Regions from separate parts of the Pan troglodytes genome. Here all the other regions are linked to region 2. The links are chromatin contacts, called in public Hi-C maps. All regions are on one chromosome and are shown on one strand. The core of a region is the stretch at or near the end of the contact, and the rest is flanking DNA. Distances in the headings are between cores, read along the strand shown.

Region 1 (4,675 bases), core at 751-3,250, 360 kb after region 2:
GGATATTTATGCCTCTGCAAACACCACACAAGCCTTTTGCATGATTTGGGGCTAAATGCAGTGTTACTTAATTAATGCACATGTAACACTCGAGAATATTACACCTATTAGAACTCATGGACAATTAACACTCAGCGGGCTGCTGCCACAACCACGTCACATAGACAAAGGCTCCAGAAGCGCCTGGGTGCTGAATCAATTGCCCAGGGAAAATGCCTCCTCCCTCCTGCACTTTGTCTACTTTTGCCACCTTGACCTCAGCGTCTTCCTCTTCCCCTTCCATCTTTAACTTTTCTGTATTTAGCCTTTTAGCTTGGACAATTTGGCATCATGACGTATTAAAATGATGACATATAAAACCTCGTATTATACATTATATTACATATAAAACATTTCTGCTTTGGGAGTGTTTTGTGCAAACAAGTCTCTAGGCTCTGTGCTGCCAGGGCTACTGGGTCATCAAATATTTTGAATTTCCTGCTTTCCCAAAGGGACTGATTTTCTTTCTCATTTTAATATTTATAATAGGAAAAGAAGAGTCACCTTCTCCAGGAAGCATCCCATGATTTCTTCAGCACTTTCTCATACTTCTCATACTTCTCTCTACTGATACCCTCCAGTGCTTAAGACATCATAGACTCTATGCGGCCAGGATCCCCGTTGTCTCCCCGCCTGATGGGGGCGTATCCCAGAGGGCCCCAATTCTCACAGCTGTGAAATGAAACCCAGAAAACCTTTCCATCCACTCTCTGGGGCTGCAGGGAGAGCGGAGTAAGATTTGGTGCTATGCAAACCCACAGCTGAGTTTGATGCAGCATCTTCTCGGTACATTCACCTTTCCAATCTGTCAAATGGGTGTGCTGATCCCATCCTTGAAAGCTTGGCTGAGTGTTAAAGGAACCAACATCACATGTAAGGAGCCTAGCCTACTGCCAAGCACTGTGGTAAGCGACGCAGGGCCTGAATTACATAAATCAGGTGTCCCCACCCCCATTCCAAAAATAGTTGTTGAGTGCCTACTGTGTGCAAGGGCTGCAATGCAGATTAAGATACACATGACCCCCTGCTTCAGGAGGCTTCCAGTCTAGTGGGAGTGATAGGCAGTAAACCCACAAACAAGTAAGTAAATGGATAATCCTGGCACATGCTATATGTTAGGAAGGAAATATCTGAATGACAAGATGGTAGTGGATAAGATTTTTCCTGGGGTGGTCAAGGAGGGCTTCCTGGAGGAGGTGTCTTTTGGGCAGAGGCTAAAGAAAGAGAAAGAGTTGACAGGTGACAAGGAGGATAAATAGCTTCAAGTGGTTGGTGCTCTGCCCATATCCTCCTGTCACTCACCACTCGCCTGCAAGGTGGGGAGATGTCTGCAGGCGCCTGCTTGGCCTCAGTGTAGAAGGAAGAGGAGTGTAGGGAATAAATGCCCCTTCCTGGGGGAAGCAGCCCTCCACCAATGACAGATGGGAACTGGAGTATAAATACCCTGGTTTCCTTGCTCCTTGGGCGGATGACTCTGAGGTGAGTGTTCTTGCAAAAGGTCCTCAGCACAACTGAGCCCCAGTCACCCGCAGCAAAAACTGGCTGCTTAATGGCAGCCAGACTTGACCACCTCCCCTCTTTGCCTCAAGTCCTCATCCCCTGTTGATACATCCTGGGATCCCCCTCCCAGATAAACTAGCCCTGCAGTGCTTATCTCGAAGTCTGCTGGTGACACCTCCCAAGCAGACACCTCAGGGGTCAGTGAGTGGCAGATCGCCCTGGGCTCCCAGGTTGAGGTTCCTCTAGAATCCTCCCAAGAGGCCCCACTCAGTCTCCACCCCAAGGCCCCGCCTGCCCAGGCCTGGGGGATTAGCAGAGTCCCCAGGGCTGGCCTTCAGATCCATCCCCAGACACTATTTCCAAAAAGGATTAAATAAATACGTCCAGCGGGAGGGGGAGCTCCGGCTTTCACTGCCCGCTGGCGGGAAATTAAATAATGTTCGTTTCTGCTGCTGTGAGCCGGAACAAGGCTGGCCGAGCTGCAGGGCTGGGCCAGGAGGCGGCCGCGATTGGCAGCTTGTGGCAAGCCCTAAATCAAAGGAGCCGATGAAATTTCTAATAGCAGGAGCGCGACTGGCATCAGCGTATAAATAAAGCTCCCCTCTTGAAAGACAGCTTATTCTAGCCTTGCCGCCAAGGATATTAAGCCTGGAGGACTGGTGGCTGTGGCCAGGCTGGACCCCCGCCAGAAGCCAGCTGGGCTGGGGAGGCTCGAGTCCTTCCCCAGCTGCTGCCCTGGCTGCCCCTGAAACAGTCCCCAGGGTTCAGCCCCTGGCCATGCCCAGCCCCTAGCTGGGTGGATGTGTGTGGTGTGTGTTTGCAGGGCAGATTTTTATCATTCCCATTGCCCAGATGAGCACACCAAGATTCTGGGGGTAGGTGTTCTGCCAGAGGTCACACAGAACGTCAGCGGTCCCTTTCTAGGTGAAGGGCACGGAAGGGGAGATTCAGAGTCATGTCTGATTCCACATCTCACAGTGGTCAAATGCGCGCAAACTGCCCCATGGAGGATCTGGAGCCACTTCTCAGGCTGGCCAGCCCCTGCCTCTCTGTTCTGCATCCCAGGCTGCTCCTTGCAGAAATGAGCCAGCCCCGGCACTTACTCCCAGGTACCTGCTGTCCCAGGCGGGCAGAAGGAAACATGTCTTCAAACAACCCTCATGATCCCCTCCTGTGGGCTCCAATCTAGTCTGGTGGCTGGACCCGTAAGCTCTGGAACCAGACTGCCTGGGATTGGATTTTGTCTCCACTGCCCTGGCTGTGTGGCCTTTTACAAGTTGCCTAACATCTCTGGGCCTCAACTTCCTCATCTGTGAAATGGGGATAATAACAGCACCTGCCTTCTGGTGTTGATGTGGGAATTAAATAAGATGATTCATGTAGAGGACTCAGCTCAGACGTACATCAATAAGCGTCCTATAAGTTCGTGCTTTCATTTATCACCATTCATTCATTCATTCACTCATTCACTGCTGTGACTGCAGGGCCTCACACATGACTGGTGTTCTACAAGTATTTAATATCTTATAATAATAATAGTTACTATACATTTATATAATAAAAATAAATAGTTTATTATTATTATTCATTAGAGACAGGACCGGACTCTGTCACCCCGACTGGAGTGCAGTAGTACAATCGTAGCTCACTGAAGCCTCAACCTCCTGGGCTCAAGTGATCCTCCCACCTCAGCCTCCGTAGTAGCCAGGACTACAGGCATGTGCCACCATACCTGGCTAATTTGTTTTTACTTTTTATTTTTATTTATGTAGAGATGGGGTTTCACTATGTTGCCCAGGCTGGTCTTGAACTCTTGGCCTTGAGGGATCCTCCTGTCTCAGCCTCCCAAAGTGGATTTCCTGTGATTAGACATGCAATCGTAGTGCTGGGTGCTGCGGGCTTCAGCAGGGGCAAAGGGGACCACGGCAGGTTCGGGCCTGTCATGGAGCCTAGGGTCCAAAAATCCCCAGGAAGATATTGAATGAGGCTTCCTAGAGGTAATAGGTGTCATAAAAAGGATGTCCAGGGCTACACGAGTGAAATCCTATCTGCTGGGGTCAGAGAGGCCTTTTCCAGGAGGGGTCATCTCCCAAGGGGCCTTTGGGTCAGAGGAAGAGTGTTCCAGGCAGGGGGTGTGCATGGGCAAAGGCCATGAAACAGGGAGGAGCAGTGGTGCCCTGTCCCGTGAGTCCCTCTGTGAGTCAGGCTCTAGGGCAGGTCAGGAAACTAGCAGGACGCAGGAGGGCTCAGTGTCCTGTCTGCGCATTTTGCAGATGGGCAAACTGAGCCTGAGATAACCCAACAGGCAAAGCCAGAATGGATCGGGGTTTGTTGCCTTCTGCTCCAGCACTCTTCTCCAGGGAGGACAAGCTCATGACAGCTAGGAGAGGTTCAAGCCATGAGCTGACTGGTGTGCAAGTCTCAGCTCAGCGAATTTCTCTGAAGCCCCAGGAATGAGGCACAGGAGCCCCGTTTAACAGAGCGGGGAGCTGATACTTGATAAGTTCTGTCACTGCAGTCAGCAAAGGAGTTTGGATTCAAACCCACAGTCAAATGCTGGAACCTGGCCTCATACCCCTGGGCTGTCTGTCCTACCTGGGGAGGAGGGATTGCAGAGCTGAGCCAGACCCTCAGGCAGTGGTTTCTTTTCTGTCCTTCCTGGGCCATGAATACCTCTCCAGCCCTGGCCGCAGCCGCTGAGGACAGACACTAGGGTCTTTCTCCCTCCCTCTTTCTTTCTCCTTCCATTGTCTCCAGATTCTGGTTCCATTTCAGAATCTGACTTCACAGGGTCTGACCCTTTTGTGCAAACTCCAAAGCCCTTTTCTTTGTGATTATAATTTTTTTTTTTTTGGAATCCAACATCTCTTGACAGGAAAATCGGTGCTTGAGGTTGGAGAAGTTTGCTGCATTCTCCATGTGAAAGCCATTACGGGCCTGTCCGGGACGGAGCCCATGCATGTGTGCACACACACGGTCTGACTGCCTTCCTTGCGCCCTGGAAAAGTGCGTCCAGCTGTCAGCCTGGAGCCCGCCCGGCCGGATGTAATGCAAACCAGGCTGCTGGGAAGAAGTGCGTGCTTTAATCAGGGCTCACAACTGCTCGGCCCCAGCCCCGCTTCCATCAGGTGTCTGT
Region 2 (4,619 bases), core at 708-3,207:
CTCTCACTTCCCTGTCACTTTGCTAAGTAATAATTTCCATGTCCAATTCCATTTCTTTTCTAGTTCTGAAACCTCTAAGCTATCAGCAAGAGGATAGTTCACATGAAAACTAATTACACAAAATCAATATTTAATCACAGACCAACAACCTGATCCTGCAGAAAAATCCTTTAAAAACTCCACCGCCCTGTACAAATACTTCTTCCCTATGCTTATTTATGGACCTCATTTTTGATGGGGGTAATTTTCATTTTTAATTTCAAAAAAGAAAAAATATATATGTCTGTAAACTTCCACAACAGGAAGGCCCCGGGAAAGGTCTTGGATCTGAGCTTGCTCTGGCTGAGTTTTAAAGTTGTTGGTTTTTCTTGTTTGTTTATTTTTAATTAAAAATTTTTTTGGGCGGGGGGCAATTTCTTAGGAATTCTGCCGCTACCCCAAAGTTGAGCCCATTTCCCCCCACCCCCCGGCATGTCGGTTCTGGCATACTTAGCACTGCCTTCCTAGCCGCAACTCCGGGGAGCAATGAATCTGCGCGTACGACATGGTAACTTTTTAACTCCGGCCCGCGAGGGTAGAGTGCTTAATCTAAGGTTTTTAAATAAAAAGGGCTCAGGGGTCGGTTTTATTATAACGTTTATTTCATTTCAGATTTCATGCGTAATTTAGCAAACGCTAGACAGACTCGGGCGATAAACACTTTCTTTTGTGGGGGGGAAAGGCATTTTCATACACCACGCTTAATTTTATTTAGATTTAATAGCGATATCAGGGGCACTTCAAAGAAAGTTCTTTTTTCGCCCTTCTCCTAAGAATGCGAATCTGCTAGCAAAATCGCCTCGTGCTATTTTATGGCAAGGAAAATTAAAGGCCTTCTCCCCCCTCCTTCCCTACACACACTTTAGGGAGGAACACACACACACACACACGCATGCACACACACACGCACGCACGCAGGCGCGCGCACACGCACACAGGCGCACAGAATAAACACCCCTATCCTCCATCACCTCTAACTTCCAACTTCTAATTGCAAGATAGATTTCAGCCTCTGTGGGGATCAGGACGATCTAAACATTTTAACTAAGATTATTGGGATAAATATTTCATAAAGAGCAGGGCAGATATTAAATTACTCCTATTGATTTTAGTATCACAGCCCAATTCCATTCCTCGGCCTCTTCAGTTTAATTGATCTCTTAAGGAGGCCAACTTCGCACCCGCAGAGGGCCTGGGTCTTGGACCGGGTGGCCCAGGGCAAGGTGTGCGGCCCGGCGGGTGCGCCCTCTTCGTGCGTGTCTTCTCGGGGTTCCCAGCCGCCTCGCAAGTCGCTCCGGTTACTGGGCTCAACCGATGTGCTCCCCCATAAAGTGGCTGAGTGACTGTGACTCCTTGGAGCCCACGCCGGCCGGTGAGAACCGGGAACCCCAGGCAGTGGGGAAGGGGAACAATTGTGAGCGCCCTAGTGACGGAGGAGTGAGCAAGCTCCCAGTTCTCTCGAGGAGAACCCTAACTTCGAGGTTCCCCGTCTGCTTTACCCTCCAAGAAAATCCCAGGGCCGGCTAACTTGGGCGCCGCTAGCGGAGAACGGAGTGTTCACCCCGGAGCCGAAGTGCAGTAGACACTTAGCGACTTTCCGTGGCGAGTCCAGGGTCTTTGCCTGGCGACCTCATTGTCTGAGCGCCCCGTACCGCTCACCGCCCACCTCCCCGCCCCCTGCCCACCCGGTGGGTCTCTCTCCAGTTGGGGGTGGGGAGTTGGGAACAGTGTGAATGGGAAGGGGGTGAACAAAGCCAAGCTCCCGCCATTCTCCTCCGCCTGCACCCTCTCCAGCTCGATGCGCCCGGAGGCCGGGGCGCGCCCCCAGCGCACTGACGCCGGACCCCGAGGAGAGGCGGGCGCAGGGGACCCCAGAGCTGGGGTAGTGCGGGTTCGTGGCGGGGGCTTCGTCAGCTAGGACCCCGGACCACCTTAAGAGCGAGCCCCGCCCCGGGCCCGGAACTTGGGCGGCGCTGATTGGTGCAAATGTAATGGCTGAAATTGATTGCTGAAATGCAAAACTTGTTGCTGCTTCTCCCGGCGCTGGGCGAGAGGCAGACACAGAGAGGGGAGCCGAGACCCTCGGAACGCCCCACGCAGAGCCCCCCCGCTAGTCGGGAGAGGGGTGCGCAGACCCCCCAGAGCTGCCCCCGCGCCCCCCTCCCCCCATTCCGGGCTCTGAGAGCGCAGCGGGAACGCCTTAGCCTGCTCGCCCGGCGTGGCCCCCCGACCCGCGTACGCCCCCCTCCCTCAGGTCCGAGAGGGACTCGCGAAGCACCTCAGCGCGGAGGCAGGGAACCGGAGCCTTGGAGCGACCCAACCCCTCGTCTCGCTGCCCTCCCGCGCCTGCAACGGTGCGCGGAGACTCCGGCGAACTCAGACACCCAACGGCGGAGAACAGAAGCGGCAGGCGGCGGACGTGGCCGCGAAGCTGCGCGCCGGGCGCAGCGCACCCGCTGCCGAGCAGAGGAGCCGCGCCTTTCCCCGACCCTCGTCTCCAGCCCCCGGCGCCTGCCGCCTCGCAGCCCCTCTGCGTCCTCAGCTCGGGGGCCGGCACCGGCGATGCCGAGCGGAGCCTCCAGTCCTCCGACCCGCTGAAGAAGCAGCAGCCGCTCGCCCGGAGCCTACGGGGATTGTGCGAGCGGATCGTGCTCGGTGGAGGCTCGGGCTGCGGGGCGCGGGGACTCCGGGGGGCGGGGGGAGGGACCGCTCTGTCGGTGCCCGGCGCTAGCCGCGGCTTTGAAGGGTCTCCCTCCCCTGCCCTTAGCAGCTCTGCCACGGACTCCGGGAGGCTGCGGGCGGCGTCCTGGGGGCTCCCCAGCAGACCCAATCGGACTTGAGAAGGTGATCGCTCTGCTCTCCCAACCCCCTTCCCTCCCCATTCCCCCCACTTAACTTTTTGTCTCCGTTCATCCGCGGCTTCGTCCCCTCCCCGCAGACCCACCCGCGGCTGTGACAACCGCCCGGGGCATGGGCCCCCCAACACGGCTCCTAGAGGCCCCGCGGCCTCGCAAGATGTGAGAGGCCCTCCCCGGGCAGAATCGGAGCTTCGGGAGAGGAGCTGATACCCCGCCCCCCGTCCCTCACATCAGGCGGGGTGGAGGTGCGCGCTGAGCCCCCGCGGTGCTGAGCGTCCCGGAGCGCCCAATCCTGGGCTGGAACGAGTAGCTGGCCGGAGGCGCGCCGCGGAGAGCCGGCTGTCATGCCCTATTGATCCCCCTCTGCCCCCCGCCAAGTATGTTTGGGCTGGACCAATTCGAGCCCCAGATCAACAGCAGGAACGCTGGCCAGGGCGAGAGGAACTTTAACGAGACCGGACTGAGCATGAACACCCACTTTAAGGCCCCGGCTTTCCACACTGGGGGGCCCCCTGGCCCTGTGGATCCTGCTATGAGCGCGCTGGGCGAACCCCCGATCTTGGGCATGAACATGGAGCCCTACGGCTTCCACGCGCGCGGCCACTCGGAGTTGCACGCAGGGGGGCTGCAAGCGCAGCCTGTGCACGGCTTCTTTGGCGGCCAGCAGCCTCACCACGGCCACCCGGGAAGTCATCATCCCCACCAGCATCACCCCCACTTTGGGGGCAACTTCGGTGGCCCAGACCCCGGGGCCTCGTGCCTGCACGGGGGTCGCCTGCTCGGCTACGGCGGCGCAGCCGGAGGCCTGGGCAGCCAGCCGCCCTTCGCCGAGGGCTATGAGCACATGGCGGAGAGCCAGGGGCCTGAGAGCTTCGGCCCGCAGCGACCGGGGAACCTCCCGGACTTCCACAGTTCAGGTGCCTCCGGCCACGCCGTGCCGGCCCCATGCCTGCCGCTGGACCAGAGCCCTAACCGAGCCGCCTCCTTCCACGGCCTGCCGTCCTCCAGCGGCTCCGATTCCCACAGTCTGGAGCCACGGAGGGTGACGAACCAAGGAGCCGTCGACTCGCTGGAATACAATTACCCGGGCGAGGCGCCCTCGGGACATTTTGACATGTTTTCGCCCTCTGACTCCGAAGGGCAGCTGCCTCATTATGCAGCGGGTCGCCAGGTTCCCGGGGGCGCTTTCCCGGGCGCCTCGGCCATGCCCAGAGCTGCGGGCATGGTGGGCTTGTCCAAAATGCACGCCCAGCCACCGCAGCAGCAGCCCCAGCAGCAGCAGCAGCAGCAGCAGCAGCCCCAGCAGCAGCAGCAGCAGCATGGTGTGTTCTTTGAGAGGTTCGGTGGGGCCAGAAAGATGCCTGTGGGTCTGGAGCCCTCAGTGGGCTCCAGGCACCCGTTAATGCAGCCTCCCCAGCAGGCCCCGCCACCCCCTCAGCAGCAGCCCCCGCAGCAGCCGCCACAGCAGCAGCCGCCGCCGCCACCCGGGCTTCTAGTCCGACAAAATTCGTGCCCGCCTGCGCTCCCTCGGCCCCAGCAGGGCGAGGCGGGCACGCCCAGCGGCGGCCTGCAGGACGGAGGCCCCATGCTGCCCAGCCAGCACGCGCAATTCGAGTATCCCATCCACCGGCTGGAGAACCGGAGCATGCACCCTTATTCCGAGCCTGTTTTCAGCATGCAGCATCCTCCTCCGCAGCAGGCGCCCAACCAGCGGCTGCAGCA
Region 3 (4,133 bases), core at 494-2,993, 490 kb after region 2:
GCTGCCTCCTCCCGACCCCTTTCCTCCTCCTCCCCCACACCCAGACCCAGTCTGGCTTTGGTCTGTTTCCTTTGGCTCAGACCTTGTATTGCTCTCTCTGTTCTGGGACTGAATTAGGTTCAGGGGTAGGGGGAGGGAATTGACTGTGTGCTGTAAGAGTGTATGTGTGCCTGCAGATGGCTGTGTGCCTGGATGTGATGTATGTGTGCATGCATGTGTGCATATATGTGCATGTATGAGGGCATGTGAGTGTATGTGCATGAGTGTGTGCATGTGAATGTGTGCATGTATGTGTGTGCACATACGTGTGTGTGAATGTATGTGTGTGTGCCTATGCATATGTGTGTGTACACATGAGTGTGCATGTATGAATGTGTGAATGTGTGCGTGTATGTGTGTGCCTTGAGTAGGTGTGCGCATATGTGTGTGTGTGCGCTTGTATGTGCATGCACATGCATGTGTGTATGTGTGGTGCATGTGAATATATGTGTACCTTGAGTATGTGTGCATGTTAGTGTGTATGTGCACGAGTATGCATGCGTGCACATGAATGTGCATGTGTGTGCATGCATATGTTTGTGTGTGTACAAATATGTGCATGTTAGTGTGTGTGTGTGCACACTTGAGTATGCCTGTGTATGTACACACCAGCCTGGGTGCTAGTGTGTTAGAGAGGGGTGGGGAGGAGCTGCTGGTGTCACTCAAGGCTTTTGATAACAAAGAACATTTTTTCTTCCCAGTGGAAACAAAACCCAGCCTTCCAGAGGCGACTCATGCCCTCTCCATCTCCCTCTCTCTACCCCCTTCTTGTTCCCCTCTCTGCCCCTCCTTCTCTCTCCTCCAGAATGTTTTCTTTCTCAGTGCTCTTTTTCTCATCTTAGATTGCTTTCTCTGTCTTTCAGGCTTCTCATCATCTTCTCGATTTTTTTCCCGTTTCTCATTCATATTTCTGTCTCTCGCCATCACTCTCCCGTCTCCTCTCTCTCTCTCCCCTTTCTCTTGCTCCTTCTTTCCTCCTGTCCTCTCCCCTGACCCTGATTCATCCTGTGGAGTTCAGAGCTGTCACACTACGGACTTCACCATGTGAGCAGGAAATGAAGGAGAAACACAAACGCCACTTCTCTTGGAGCCAGTCTTAACTCACAGATTCCGTGGGGCACAGAGGTGACGGCAAGATGCAGAATGCCAAGTCCCCTTCTCGCCACTCCTCTGTCGGGTGGGGCTGTGGGGCCTGCAGGAGGCTCCTCAGTCCCAGGTGCCTTTTCCTGCCTCTTCTTTTCCTGGAGGACACAATCCTCTCCTTTGCGGCTTGCTCCTTCTCAGCCCAGCGGGGGTTTGCTCTTTGCTGCCTGGGAAGCTGACTCCTGGGCCATGTGCTGCAGCATGAATTGGTTAACATATTTACAGTAAATAGGCTCCTGGTTATGCCGGAGGAAGGGGCTGCTTTGGTTAAGCATTTATTACTGAGGCGGCTATTTTCAATGTGTTCCACATGATCATTCGGCAAAGCTGCAATTTGGCACTTGTTCTGGGCTTGAAGGAATCGCTTCCCCAGAGGTGACCCTTGGCGGGAGATTGCATGTCACTACATGAGGAATGGCCGCGGCGGGTGTGATGGGTAGGCTGTCTGCCTTCTCTGACCTCAATCGCTTTCCTGCGGTGCGGCTGCCGGGACAGATGAGGGTTGACACAAAGTGCTTATAATTTCCTTTGGAAAGTGGCAGAATGATAATGGGGTGCTGAGCCCCGACCGGTTGGCCTTCACAGGCCGGGAACACCTGTTGGGAGTGGCCGTCCTAATGGGGACAGGGAGAGGCTTCGGTTGAATTAAGAGAATGCCCAGCAGGTGGGGAGAAAGTTGCAGATTCAGGAGGCAGATTATTTTGGGGCCCAAAGCTAGCGGGCCACGCAAGGAACAGGTTGTACCGAGTGCCTGCTGCGTCCTCAGCACCACGCAGTGAATGTTCTCCTATGCACTGCGATGTCTCCATCAGCGTGAGGCCTGGTTGGGGTGCAGAGGCAGTGCAGCACAGTGGTGACAAACCCCGATCCTGTGCCCACACACTCCAGCTCTGCCCATCCCCAGCCCGGTGGCTCTGCACGAACGACCTGACCACACTCGTGTCTTGGTTTCTCTGCATGTGAGGGGGACAGCATCAGTGCCTGCTCAGAGGGCTGTTCTGAGCATCCTAGGGGCCAGAGTTGGGGAGCACTTCGAACAGGGCTGGGCACACAGCAAGCTCTGTTGGAGCGCTATTAGCATTGTTGTCATTGCTGTTGTTGTTATTCTGTGTTTAAGAATGCAATATATGAATAGATGAGGCAGGCTTCCATAAGATAAATCAGAACACTGAGGCACTGAGACATTGAGAATCTTGTAGCCCAGCGTAAAGCACTCAGGAGTTGGAAGTGGGGTTAGAAATCAGTATTCATATTCCACTTGATGTCCCTGAGGGGCAGCCCTTCTGAGGTTTGTCTCCTGCCCTCCCTCCCTCCCCCTTCCTTCCCTCCCTCCCTTCCTTCCTTCCTCTCTTCCTTTTTTCCTTTTTCCCTGTATCCCTTCCTTCCTTCTTTCCTCCCTCCTTCTCTTCTCTCTCTCCCTTCTTCCTTCCTTCCCATCCTCCCTTCTTCCTCCATCTCTTTCTTTTTTCTTTTCTACTAAATGTTAATTTCTCCTTTTGAATAATGAGACACGCATGGCAATTGGCCATGTAAAGGACACTTGAGACAAATCTGATCATCCCTCTGGAGAGCATAGCAGCTGGGGACCATGTGGCCCTGCCCACCGTCACCCCATGGCATGCAATAGGTATTCAATGAATACTGTCTCATTTTTCCTTCATCAGAAGTCCCCTTTGGAAGATCATTCCCCATCTCTGGGCCTGAAAATATGCCAGACCAGGTGCCTTGGATCTGGGTCCTCCTGGCCCTGAATCCTGCACCTATCAAGCAGAGCAACCCTGGGTGAATCCTGGAACCTCCCTGGACCTCGGGGCTTCCATCTGCAGAATCTTCTCCTGGGAGTTGTGAGGCTTAGGGGAGGAGAGGAATGCTCTCTGGGAGCCAGCAGGGCCAGGAGCATCTTGACCTCTTGCAAAGCTGGGCCTTTGCAAAGCAAAGCTTGACCTCTTGCAAAGCTCTTGCAAAGCTGGGCCTGGTTATTGGCAGGATCTATAAGCATCTGGCTGATCTAGGCTATTCTTGGACTTTAAAAAATAGCCAGAGGTGCAATCGTGGTTACACAAAGTAGGGACTCTGAAAATATTTGAGCTCTGCAGGATGCATTAGGAGAAATGCTAACAATGTTAGCATTCCTGGAAGGAAGGGTCTGGAAGAAAGCTCAGGCTAATTTAGGAGATCCCCTCTGTGCCATCCTCTCTTAGGACACCTTCCAGCTTGCAGTGCCCTTTTCTTCTGTTTTCATATATATATATATATTTTTTTTTGTTTGTTTGTTTGTTTGTTTGTTTTGTTTTGGTTTTGGTTTTTTTTGAGACAGAGTCTCACTCTGTCACCCAGGCTGGAGTGCGGTGGTGCAATCTTGGCTCACTGCAGCCTCCGCCTCCCAGGTTCAAGTGATCCTCCTGTCTCAGCCTCCCGAGTAGCTGGGATTATGGGTGCCCACCCCACGCTCAGCTAATTTTTTGTGTGTGTGTTTTTAGTAGAGATGGGGTTTCACCATGTTGGCCAGGCTGGTCTCGAACTCCTGACCTCAGGTGATATGCCCACCTAGGCCTCCCAAAATGCTAGGATTACAGGCGTGAGCCACCACACCTGGCCCTGTTTTCCTATTGAGTGCATGCATGAACACATGAGTCAGGGTGGGTTGTGTCGCCTTTAGACAGATTTAGTCTCTCCACACAGGTATTTGATTTGGGTATGAGGAAGGTTGCTTCAAGCTGGTCAGGGCTGTGGTAATGAAACATTTCCAGATCTGGAAGAATGGTCTGTGTCCTAGCCATCTGGGAATATTATAACTGGCTGTCTTCTCTCTCTCTTGTCCACTCTAAGACATGAAAATATAACTAATAATTGTTCATTTCAGAGACTCTTTCCAACCACAGGGACAAAAAGAGTGGCCCTTCCTCAGAAACCCAAACCTGACCACATTGCTCTCCTCCTCACAAACTATC

The links. A called contact is a pair of places that touch in the nucleus more often than the background predicts.
Region 1: a contact with region 2 is called in a Hi-C map of stem cell-derived neural progenitor cells, with 2.1 times the contacts expected there. The contact joins two enhancer-like sites. A contact is called at or near these places in 1 of 7 Hi-C or Micro-C datasets (stem cell-derived neural progenitor cells) and 1 of 1 datasets of contacts at active chromatin or transcription factors (stem cell-derived excitatory neurons).
Region 3: a Hi-C map of stem cell-derived neural progenitor cells shows a contact between it and region 2, with 3 times the contacts expected there. The contact joins two enhancer-like sites. A contact is called at or near these places in 1 of 7 Hi-C or Micro-C datasets (stem cell-derived neural progenitor cells) and 1 of 1 datasets of contacts at active chromatin or transcription factors (stem cell-derived excitatory neurons).

What each region holds. Positions count from the first base shown.
Region 1 is chr23:29,595,031-29,599,705 of NHGRI_mPanTro3-v2.0_pri, reverse strand. No RefSeq gene overlaps it. Among named protein-coding and RNA genes, the nearest start is that of MN1, 370 kb to the left of the region's middle. Within about 2 kb of position 2,000, at least 5 of the 24 cell types and tissues checked have an H3K27ac peak or open chromatin away from gene starts, as enhancers often do. A contact at or near this core is called in stem cell-derived neural progenitor cells, where this site is marked.
Region 2 is chr23:29,953,274-29,957,892 of NHGRI_mPanTro3-v2.0_pri, reverse strand. It overlaps MN1 (MN1 proto-oncogene, transcriptional regulator), which reads left to right. Exons shown (of 2, transcript XM_016938877.4): 1 at 1-4,619. The coding sequence starts at 3,277. Among named protein-coding and RNA genes, the nearest start is that of MN1, 9.0 kb to the left of the region's middle. Within about 2 kb of position 1,957, at least 14 of the 24 cell types and tissues checked have an H3K27ac peak or open chromatin away from gene starts, as enhancers often do. A contact at or near this core is called in stem cell-derived neural progenitor cells, where this site is marked.
Region 3 is chr23:29,467,646-29,471,778 of NHGRI_mPanTro3-v2.0_pri, reverse strand. No RefSeq gene overlaps it. Among named protein-coding and RNA genes, the nearest start is that of MN1, 490 kb to the left of the region's middle. Within about 2 kb of position 1,743, at least 4 of the 24 cell types and tissues checked have an H3K27ac peak or open chromatin away from gene starts, as enhancers often do. A contact at or near this core is called in stem cell-derived neural progenitor cells, where this site is marked.